2 separate regions of the Mus musculus genome follow, and region 1 is linked to region 2. A link is a contact called in public promoter capture Hi-C data. All regions are on one chromosome and are shown on one strand. The core of a region is the stretch at or near the end of the contact, and the rest is flanking DNA. Distances in the headings are between cores, read along the strand shown.

Region 1 (5,529 bases), core at 2,554-5,053, 2.0 Mb before region 2:
TCACCAATGGATTACTGGAGAACCAGAGCTCCTGGCTGTGAGAACCAGAGCACTGATCTCTCAGAATCTTCTACACAGCTGGGTGTGGTGGCTCACACCTTCAGTCCCAGAACTTGGGAGACAGAAGCAGACAGATCTCTGTGATTTTGAGACTATTCTACAGAGCTGGTTCCAAGTCACCTAGGGTTACACAGAGAGACTGTCTTGAAAAACCAAACAATTAAAAAAAATTAAAAAAAAAATCTAAATATTTAATTCCTACATTCTTCCTCCAAGGTACTTCAAGTACAGCTGAACAAGTGTGAAATATTCTTAAACAAACAAAATAGAGTTCCTTCAGATTTCAGAAGGCTACAGGCCTTCTAAACGCTCATATTACCAAGTTTCTTAGCCAGTCAGCACACAGCAGTACTTCTTCAGACACTAGGCTAGTACTGTGGACACACCACGTGTGTCAAATGCTGAGCTTCCAAAGCTCCTACACTACTGGAGAAGACAGAACAAACAAATGCTGATATTCTTAATTTAAGAAACACAGAAACAGGGCTGGTGAGGTGGCTCAGTGATTAAGAGCACTGACTGCTCTTCCGAAGGTCCTGAGTTCAGATCCCAGCAACCACATGGTAGCTCACAACCATCTGTGATGAAATCTGATGCCCTCTTCTGGTGTGTCTGAGTCAGCTATAGTGTACTTACTTAAAATTAACAATAAATAAATCTTTGGGCCGGAGTGAGCAGAGGTCCTGAGTTCAATTCCCAGCAACCATATGATGGCTCACAGCCATCTGTACAGCTACACTGTACTCATATACATAAAATAAATAAATGAATCTTTAAAAAACAAAAACAAAAACACAGAATCGGGCTGGAGAGGTGGCTCAGCGGTTACGAGCACCTGTTGCTATTGCAGAGTTCTTATCACCCACATGATGGAGGACTCATAACCATCTGAAACACCTATTCCAGGGGATCGATTGAATGCCCTCTTCTGATCTCCAAGAGCATCAAGTATGCTTGTGGTGCACATACCCATGAAGGCAAACCATTCCTACATACAATAAAAACCATCACAAAAAGAAACAAAGATGGGGAGAGGGGCATATCAACTGAAGATTAGAAAGCAAAGAATATGAAAATATATCACTATGATATAGAACATGCAGTGTGTGATTTATCATTCCCACATAATTCTTAAGACAGAATACAAACAACTGCAAATCCTTTTTTTTTTTCCGAGACAGGGTTTCTCTGTGTAGCCCTGGCTATCCTGGAACTCACTCTGTAGACCAGGCTGGCCTTGAACTCAGAAATCCACCTGCCTCTGCCTCCCGAGTATTGGATTAAATGCGTGTACCACCACTGCCCGCTTACAACTGCAAATTCTTAAGAGTAGTAAAATGTCAAACTGATAAGTAAAAAACATTTAAGCTTCACAATGTATTCAGGAGAAATAACTAAAGCTACAATTATAAACTAATTATTCTTTACAAATTCAGATGATGACAAGAAAGTTCCAGAAAGAAGGCTTCTGGTGAGAAAATTCCTGGGTATTCCTTAAGGACTCTGACAAAGCATGGGAAAGAGTGTGTTTTTATTTTTTTTCTGCTGACAAAATTTAAAAAATGCTCCATTAGAGAGATAGCATAGTACCACGTCCCCTCAACCCTCTCACCTTCAAATGAAGAGGACTTCTCTTTTCTACACTACTCTGGCCAGAAATCTCTGGGCAAGTGGAACCCTTGTGCGTGGATGGGCTGGGAGAGCTGGGAAGTGAGGAGAGCCCTTTAAACCGTCCCTCTCCCTAGCAGTCTTGCTGTGTAACCCAGGTTAGTCTTTAACTAACCATCTTCCAGATTCAAGTTTCTAAGTGCTGGGATTGCAGGTGTGCCATTGGCCCCTTTTGGTGCTGTCTCGTGAGGTGCATGCATAGGGCCTGTGGATGGAAGCACATACTTCCAGTGAGCCATTTTCCCAGCTCTAGTCTAAACTTGTAAAAACCAGAAAGTCTGTTTCAGTGTTGGGATTTATTAGCTGTAAGCTATGGTGACTTATCTACGTCTGCTATTACATATGAGAAAGAGAGAGACTTTCTCAGTGCTGTCATGAGGGCCCAGTGCTTACAGCAGTCCGTGGCACAAAGTGATTGCTAAAAGATGCAGCTTAGTGTGACCACCATAATGCCGCCCCTTCCCCCCACTCTTGTCTTTAAATGTCCATGAGCAGAGTTGGGCCTGACACTGCATATATTTAATGACAGCACTTGGAGGAGGCTAACCACTGGTGGACTGTGAATCCAATCCCGGTCTGGTCTACAGAGCAAGTTCCAGGCCAGTCAGAGCTATACAGCCACAGCTAATCTCAAACAAACCAACCAACCAACCAACCAAGCAAGCAAAAATTGTCTGGAGACGTGGCTCAGTGATAGTTTAAGAGCATTTTGAAGACTCAAACTGGGTTCCTAGCACCTACACCAGTTGGCTTACAACTGCCTGCAACTCCAGTTCCAGGAGATCTCTTCTGGCATCCTTGGGCGCACACACGTTAAAAGTAAATAAAAATGAATAATAATAGTTTGTAATTATATTCAACATCGTCTGAGCTGTCTGGTAAGTCATTACCTTAATGAGACCATCTCCTTGGGCAAAGCATGGGTCCTGCACAAAATCAAGCACCTCAAGTGTCAGCTGATGCCACAACCTACAAAACAAAAAGCCCTCAGTCCCACATCCTAATGTGAAGAAAAGGATGCCTTCAGCCTTGACGGTCCCATCAAACACCAAGTATTTCCCAGGTCCCACTGCACAGCCAGGAGTTAAAGCAAGCGCCAGCCAATTCAAGCCTATTTCTGGACTGACTTTGCTTGCACCCCCTAGTCACTTATCCTTTCAAGACTCAGTTTTCTTAGGTAACACTGGAGAACACTTTTTGAGACAGCGTCAACTCCCACTCTGAGTGTCAACTGGAATTCCAATGCCACAACCTACAAAACAAAAAGCCCTCAGCCCCACATCCTAATGTGAAGAAACGGATGCCTTCAGCCTTGAAGGCATTGGTTGTGACTTTAGAATTCTACAGCTATATTTTGAACTCCATTCTCTCTTACTTATTAGCTGAATACCTCACAGAATAGAAAACTGATATTCAATCTTATCTGTCAATAGGAAGGATGAAATAAGCCAATACTTTAAAAAAGCCAATATATGAACCTTTAGGACACCGAAATAGCATACTTCATACCAAGACTAAAGGATAATATTTAATAATAGAGATAAAAGTGTTTTGAAAAACACAAAATGTTACACCATATATAGGCAGGTACATACTAAACACTGAAAAATTTCTCTTGAAATCACTAAGAGTTTTAACTGCTGGACATTGTCATGTGGAAAGGTTCTGAGGAAGAGGTGTTTTTTCATAGGCAAATTCTTATATCAAAGTCAGCAATTCGTAATTGTTCTTATCAAAGCTGGTAAGGCTGGAACGCAGGGAGTCTAGATACAGAACCCTGTTAACAGCTCTGCTCCTAAGGCTATCTCGACCCCTTTCCTCCACATCCCTGACCCTCCGGACTGATCAGAGCCCCTGGCCCTCCCACAGTCCTCTCCCTCCCGCCCCAGCCTCGGAGCTCACTTCTTCGTGTACAGCTCTTCCAAACGGTGCCAAACGGCAGCCTGGCCCGGCCCGGAGCTCTGACTCTGCTGTAAGAAGGCCGGCACATCCTTCATGATTGCAGAGAGCTGGGAACAACACAAGCACTAAGCAGTCAGAACCGGCAGGGATGGCGCACGGAAGTGCTCGCTCACTTCCGGCACCGCGGGCGCGCGGGGCATGCTGGGAGCGTCCCACTAGCCTCACGGGTTGCGGTCGTCAAGGTAACCGCGTTCTTGACTTCCGCTAAACTTCTCCCGGGTTTCTGGCCCTGCCCTTGAGGCATTAAAGAGTAGAGGTGCCTGGGGACAGCTAGCCACTGACTGGTCACGTAGCCTCAAGCCTGCAGACTTGGGTCCTCTGAAACCGGATGGCGTTTGGCGAGGACTAGGTGTGATGCAAATCGCTCAGAGAGCATTAGTTATCACCCGCCTACTCAAGGAGGTCGAGAGCGGCGTAAAACGATGAAATCTCCCGGTTTGGCTTCCCAACCAATAAGTCAGAGTCCCACAGAGGGAGAAGCTGCCAGCACCAGGCATAAACACAGCCTTCCACACTTCGGGTTATCGTGCGGGGGCTGGGCTGGGCTCGGCCGAGGGAAGGCGCCGGAGGGCGGCACTTGGCCAGAGGGGGGGCGGGAGTAAGAGTGCCGAGAGGGCGGGGCTTGGCTCACGGGGGCGGGGATTCGGATGGCGCTTGACCCTCTAGGCGCCGTCGTCCTGCAGAGCATCATGGCGCTAAGCGGTCGACTGGCATTGGCCGCGCTCAGACTGTGGGGTCCGGGAGGTGAGCCACGGCAGGGGAGACACGGGATCTCGCAGATAGGCTATCAGCGGCGTTTTAGGGGCGGGTAGCTGGAAGCAATTGTGGGAGTAAGGACCCGGCAGGCGCGCCCTTCTACAAGGTTTTGCTGACCGGCCATCACTACCTTCTCCTTAAAGGTGTTTTTCTATGTAACTATTGCAGCACAGTCTTTGAAATATTTTATAGAAGTTCGTTGTATGGATGTCTTATAATTTATATCACCATTTCCTTATTGAATACTTTCTAATCTTGAATTATTACAAATAACGTGATAAATAAACGTGTTTGCACCCCATTTGGACCACAAATTCTCAGTAGACAGCCTTGGGTAAGGTTACGTGGTTTGTATTATTTTGAGACTGGTCTCTTGTTCAAACTGGCCTTCAGCTGGCTGTGTGAAGGAGGATGACCTTGAACTCCGGATCCACCTTGCTTCCACCTCCCTCCAAGCGTCGGAGACTACAGTCACATGCCACCACATCCAGCTGTTACTTGTGTTTTAATTGTCCCCCATAAAGGTTGTGAAACTAAAAATTTTTACCAACAGTCATACTGTCTGCAAAATAGTAACATGTCTCATAGAGTCCTGAGAGTGATCAATAATAGGGATATTTTCAGTTTGAAATAAGTGAGTATATTAAGTTAGAGAGAAATCATCACACTGCATATTCAAAAAAAAAAAAAAAAGTCAGCAGACGTCTATTGGCTATCTTTAAGGTAGCTCGGTGGAACTCCCAGTAAAGAGTCCTTGCCAGAACAGAGTGACCCTTTCAGTGAGGTTTTTAGTAAAGCAACAGATGGAAGTAATATCAAATTGGACACTTGCTACATCTAACAGAAACTGGCAGAGAAAGTTGAGATAGTCATTTGGAGCTCCCAGGTGGGCTGTCCCTCTGTCTGAGCTGCGGGATTTCCTTCCTACTGGAGGGCACATTCTTTTTCTTGCAGATACTTTCCTATACTGGGATAAACTATAGTGACTTCCACTGGAAACCGTTTCCCTTCTGTTCTCAAGGGCACAAGTGTTTTCACTCTTGGGCTGTTTTGCTGTTCTCTCTCTGTCCTTTTACATAGTTA
Region 2 (5,891 bases), core at 1,771-4,270:
GTTTAAAAAAACCACAAAAAGAGCCGGTGCGGTGGTGGCGCACGCCTTTAATCCTAGCACTTGGGAGGTGGGAGGCAGAGGTAGGGGGATTTCTGAGTTCCAGGACAGCCTGGTCTACAGAGTGAGTTCCAGGACAGCCAGGACTACACAGAGAAACCCTGTCTCGAAAAACCAAACCCCCCCCCCCCCCAAAAAAAAACAACCCACAAAAAGCTTGGGCAGTGGTGGCACATGCCTTTAATCCCAGCACTCAGGAAGGCAGAGGCAGGCAGGATCTCTGAGTTCAAGGCCAGCCTGGTCTACAGAGCCAGGGCTACACAGAGAAACCCTATCTTGAAACAAAACAAAACAAAAACAGGTAAAACAAAACAATACAATAACAACAACAACAAAAAAAAACCCACAAAAAGTTCTAATCAGTTTAACACAAGCAACAAAATACTTCTGTTGTGGTTTTTAAGGGAAAGAATGGTATTTTCCAAAGTATAAAGTCGGTTTAAATTCATTTAACTGATCAATAAAAACCAAACCAAACCACATAGAAACTCAAAATTAAGGCAGCCTAATCTTCCTACACTGCTATCACAAGTAGGATGAATCACAGGAATAAGGCTGACCTGTCACCTACCTGGCACAAGAAAAATGAAACACAGTAATACATTTTATGCCAATACAGAAGAAACAAAATCAATAAACTATGCCACATAAAAGTCACCTGACTTCAATCTGAAACCATTCACCTCTGCAACTTTTGGAGAGCAGTTTCACAGGCCAAGATGACCTGTTCCGGTCTTGTCCCTGGGACCACAGGCCTCCAGATGTTCTCAATGGTCATGAGTCAAGCCAGACACTTCCAGAAGAGACAGGGTGGAGGAGCAAACAAGAAGCAGGACAGGACATCTGAGGAGCGCCTGCTAGTGAGGAGTGTGGGTGGAGTGAACAGACGTCTTTAAAAGAAAGTGAAAGCCCATGGTTTATTAGACACTGAACGAGTTGCTTTGAGTCTAATATAAAATGCTAATGTCAAATCTCTAAGAATAAATCCCACAGTCTTCACGCTCTCCTACTTCCCTGTCTACCTACAATGATGGCACATTTAAACTGTGATCAGGGGAAAGAAGGCAGCAGACTGAAGCTTTGAGGATAAGGAACAGTTTTATGGAAAGCTGGGCTTTGATTGCAATGCTTGCCAATAATTTCAGAATTTGGGAAGTAGAAGCAGCAGGATCAAGAATTCAAGGCCAAAGTTGGGCACAGCAGTTTATGCCTTTAACCCCGGAGGTCAGCCTGGTGCACAAAACCAGGGCTGTTCTACAGAAAAATCCTGTCTCAGAAACAAACAGTTCAATGCCAGCCTCAGCTATATAGGGAGTTTGAGGCCAATCTGAGGTACATGAAATTCTGTTTCAAAAAACAAAAATAAACTGTAAGTGGGTGGATGAGACTGCTTAGCAGGTAAAGCCATTCGCTGTCAAGCCTGATGGCCATCCCTGGGACTCACGTGGTAAAAAGAACCAACTCTGCTAAGTTGTCCTCTAACCTCCACACGTGCAGGAGCACGAACAGGCAGGCCTATGCTCACCACACACACACACACACACACACACACACACACACACACACACACACACACAGTGTGTGTTTGAAATCCCAGGACTTGGCTGGATGGGACAACATCAAAAAACAAAGTCTGGAGAAGTGACTTTAAAGAGCAGTGTGGGAAGAGAAAACACTACTCAGTTAAAAAAAGAAAACCGCCACTACTGTAGCGCTTCAGGAGACCCCATGACAAATAAGTTCCTCTTGCTCAACAACAAGAGGTGGAGATCCAGGGCTGACCGACGTCTACCTGGCCAGAGATTGGACTGGACAGACTAGCACACCTACGACCACAAACAGGGTATCCAGAGCACTCGGTGCTCCATCCCGTCCTGAGTCCAGTCCAGCATGGGCCCCCGGAGACTGATAACCCTGCATGGTTCTCCTTCCACCTTATACGGGTGCCAGGGAGATAGATGAAAGACCCTTTATATTGCATGGGCTCCCACATTAGTGTCTGGGACCTGATTTACCCCACAGGGCCTCAAGATCAACTGCCATGCCCCCCTATCTCTCTCCTTTCACAAAAATGGACCTCACCTCACCCCGTGGTACCAACTCCTAGCGGAATCCCGGGGTCGCTGCCTAGTGTCTACAGTCCTTTTTCTTCACTCCGTACAGACGCTAGTGAGACATGCATTTAAGATCGTTATACACCCCAGACTCCAAAGACCTGTGGCCGCATCTTCCTTACATGGCTCGATACCTCTGCCCCGGCCTTACCTTCTTACAGACCCTCGAGGCCGGCGTCCACGGTCGTCTCCCCATAGCCTCCCGAGGCTGGCCTCCATGGCCATCTGTGCCCACCGACCCCTGAGGCCGGCGTCATGGCCATCATCCCCATAGCCTCCCAAGGCTAGCGTCCACCGCCGTCTCCCCAACAGATCCCCGAAGCGGGACTCAGCCGCAGTCTCTCCCCAGCCCCGCGTCCGCAGCCGTCTCCCTACGGACACCCCTCCCTCTCTTCAGCCGCTGGCCGGCCGAGGGTCTCCCGGGACAACGCCGGTCAGGCGGGCAAAGGCGGCCGCGTCCGGACCGGCGGCTGAGCGAGCATGACCTTGCGGGGCTCGGGGGTTGGGGTGGGGTGTCGGTCGGGCCTCACCTTCCGCCACGTCCTCGTCGACAGCGCCCTTCACCTGCGAGAAGCACCACTGGAAGTCGTTGCCGCCCGCCGGGCAGCCGCCGCCTCCAGCTCCTGCAACAGAGCGCGCCGTCAGGCCGGCCCCGCCCCGCCCCACCACCGTCCAGTCCGCCCGCCCGCCCCGCTCGCTCGCTCGCGCACGGCCCTCACCTGCCATGGCGCGGGCGGGACGCGCCCAGCCGAGCGCGGCCGACCGAGGCGCTCCGAGCGCTCAGCCCCGGCCGCCACCGCCGCCGCCGCTGCCGCCACCGTCGCCGCCGCCGGGGAGGGAATTTTTTCCCCTTTTCAAAATGGCGCCCAATGCCCGTCGCCCCGCCGGATGACGTCATCCCCCTCCGCCTCCTCCGACGGTCAGTGCCGCGGGGGCTGCCGGGGGCGCACCGTGCGCCGACTGCGTCTGCGCGAGCTGTCTTGAGGTTGGACCTACGTAGCCGCTGCGGTCCAAGGAGAGGAGTGTCTTGGACTAGTCCGCTGGCAGATAGAGGCGGCCTTCTCGAGTCGTGTCAAGGCTAGGACGCGACGCCCTCTACGTTCTTAAGGCCTCAGACTTTCTTCTGCGGCCGGCTGGACTGGATGCTCGAAGGCCTGGGCCTTTCCTACAGCTGAGCCAACGGGAACGCGGAACCTCCGTGGATCTGCCAATAGAGAGCGCTCGGCCGTGGGCAGGCGGGGCCTCTGATCCCCGGAGCACCTGGAACCCAGCACCTGCGTGCGTAATTTTGCCCATCATCCAGGCTCTCTTGCCCCCAGAATCTTTGATCGTAGCTTCTGAGCACTGATCTCATCAGAGTGCTACTTCAGGGATTCTTTGAGCTCTCAGTATAGCCCCTAGGGAACCGTTCTCGACATTTGCTTTATTTGTGGGTGTGTTTTTCTAGCATGAAGAGGAATTATTTGTTCGTGGGCTTGACTTATCCGAAATCACTATGAAGTTGGCAGTGAGCGTACTGCACCACTAGAGGGCAGTTGTTCCAAACCAGAGCATTCTCCACTTCAAAAATGTTTTGCCTTTTAGCAAGTGCTTTTTCTATTCTCAGTCTTGGCTGGGATGCTGCTTGTGTAGAGGTGATGTGTCTGTCCTGGTGGAGTTTACTCTTCAGCGGAGAAGAGACAATAAGAAAAACCTGGGGAAAGTTAAGTGGACTAGAGTTAAATACAACACAGAAGCAGGGGAAGGAGATTGGAGCAGTTGGTATCTTTAGGAGAGCAATTAGAGGAGATAAGAAAGAATCTCAGGCTGACGTCTTGGGCGGCTGCTAGAAATGAGAACAGCTAGTGCACAGGCTGGGCCACCCTGACCTTTTCTTTCCGATGTTTTATTTTTAATTCAATTGCACACACACACTTTGATTAGGGTCTTGCCATGTAACATGAGGCTGGTCTCTAAATTGAAATACGTCTGGTTCCACCTCGTTGGCGCTGGGTTTACAAGCACGGAGCACACCTAAGCTTGCTAATGTGTTTAAAGGGCAGCAAGAAGCTGTGGGGAGAACAGAAGTGGCCAAGGAAGGCTAGTCATAGCAGTGGAGGCAAGGTGGTCCGGGACAGAGCAGGAAGCTGTTTTCAGGGGGTGAACTCTGATGAGAGGGCTGGCTATGGCCAAGAGCTGGAGAAAGTCATGAAGAAATAGGGCCTTCCATCAGTAGCAGCACTCAGGGTTGTTTCTGAAAGAACTGTCTCTGAGTTAAGTAGGAGGATAAAATGAGCTGCATGTGTCTGGGTGTATGAGAGTAATGGAGAAGAATAAGAGACATGGAGTAGTGAGGATATAGGAATGTCACCCAGATGACACTCCAGAGCATCAGGAGAGTTAAGAGCATATGTATAGTTCTGGGAGGACGTTTTGGGAGGAGCCTGAGGACGGAATTCCAAGCCTGGGAAGAAGCATTCTGAGACTGCTTGCAGAACTGGGGTTTAACTTAAGTTTATCCAGACTCCATGTAGGCATGGGTATCTCAAGTAATGCCAAGTGATCTCGATATTCCTATCTGCCTAATTGTAGCTGCATGTTTAAGTTATGTAGCTAGACAGCACTGTCACATGTGTGTCTGTGTGTACTGGGGTGCTTCTTAATGAAGAATGACAGACCGAATGGACAGAACTGTAAGTAGCTGCCTTAATAATTAGTGGCAGGCAGTATATTTGGCTTACACTTCCACATTATAGTCCATCACTGAAGGACATCATGGCAGGATCCTGGAAGCAGGAGCTGATGCAGGTCATGGAAGTGTGCTGCTTACTGGCTGGCTCCTCATGGCTTGCTCATCCTGCTTTCTTACAGATCCCAGAACCACCGGGACAGAGGTGGCTCCACCCATAATAGGCTGGACTCCTCCCCATCAATTACCAATTAAGAAAATAACAGGTTTGCCCTCAGGTAGATCTGAGGGAGGCATTTTCTCCATTGAGGTACCCTCCTCTCAGATGACCCCACCCTGTCAAGTTGACATGAAATGAGCCAGCATAGGCCAAATTTAACTTTTTAAAATATATGCACATCTATGCCCAGGCCAGAAGAGGGTGTTGGATCCTGTAGCATTGGCGTTATAGGCAGTAGGGAGCTGCGGGACATAGGTGCTCGGAACCAAACTAGGGCCCTCTGGAGGAGAAGCAAGTGCTCTCATGCACTGAGCCATCTCGAGCCCCATCGTTTTCGATTGCTTACTCTAATGTGGAATGGGGTGGGTACCTGCCTTGTTCTCCACCTCCACTCTATCCACTTTTCCTCTCTTGTCTGTTTGTCCTCCTCTCTAAGGATGTGGTTCTGTCCTTAGACCGAGAACCCTTGTGGGTCATTCCTTAGAGACCTTAAGCCACTCTGCTCCAGCCCCTGCCTTCTGTGATCTTAAGGTCTCCATAGCAACTGTTAGTAACTAATGAAACAAATATTGTGTGTCTGTTGAGTGAGACCGACCTAGTCTTTGTGTACAGGAGCTCAGAGTCCATCAGGAGCAGGCCATCTCTGAGCCATCTCTGTCTACTATGTAAGCGGGCTGATAGGAGGGAGTGCATGAGAACTTAGCATGGGGTGGGGTTCTGGGCTTTTAGCCAGAAAGATGGGTGCTGAAGCTGTTGAGTAGCATCTGTGAGCTTGATGGGTGATAGGGGTTGAGGAAGGGGTGAGGGGATAGAGATGGTGCATGTTATCTAA

The links. Promoter capture Hi-C pulls out the DNA fragments that hold promoters and counts their contacts.
Region 1: a contact with region 2 is called in a promoter capture Hi-C map of pre-B cells, with 4 times the contacts expected there. The contact joins the promoter of Psmd13 here to the promoter of Ppp2r2d in region 2. A contact is called at or near these places in 2 of 39 promoter capture datasets (liver and pre-B cells), 1 of 484 Hi-C or Micro-C datasets (B cells) and 1 of 115 datasets of contacts at active chromatin or transcription factors (embryonic stem cells).

What each region holds. Positions count from the first base shown.
Region 1 is chr7:140,880,668-140,886,196 of GRCm38.p6, reverse strand. Psmd13 (proteasome (prosome, macropain) 26S subunit, non-ATPase, 13) reads right to left here and starts at 3,803. Exons shown (of 13, transcript NM_011875.4): 1 at 3,631-3,803; 2 at 2,619-2,697. The coding sequence starts at 3,725. Sirt3 (sirtuin 3) reads left to right here and starts at 4,328. Exons shown (of 7, transcript NM_001127351.1): 1 at 4,328-4,434.
Region 2 is chr7:138,843,515-138,849,405 of GRCm38.p6, reverse strand. It overlaps Ppp2r2d (protein phosphatase 2, regulatory subunit B, delta), which reads right to left and starts at 3,020. Exons shown (of 9, transcript NM_026391.2): 1 at 2,891-3,020; 2 at 2,702-2,794. The coding sequence starts at 2,897. Mapk1ip1 (mitogen-activated protein kinase 1 interacting protein 1) reads left to right here and starts at 3,139. Exons shown (of 2, transcript NM_001045483.1): 1 at 3,139-3,449.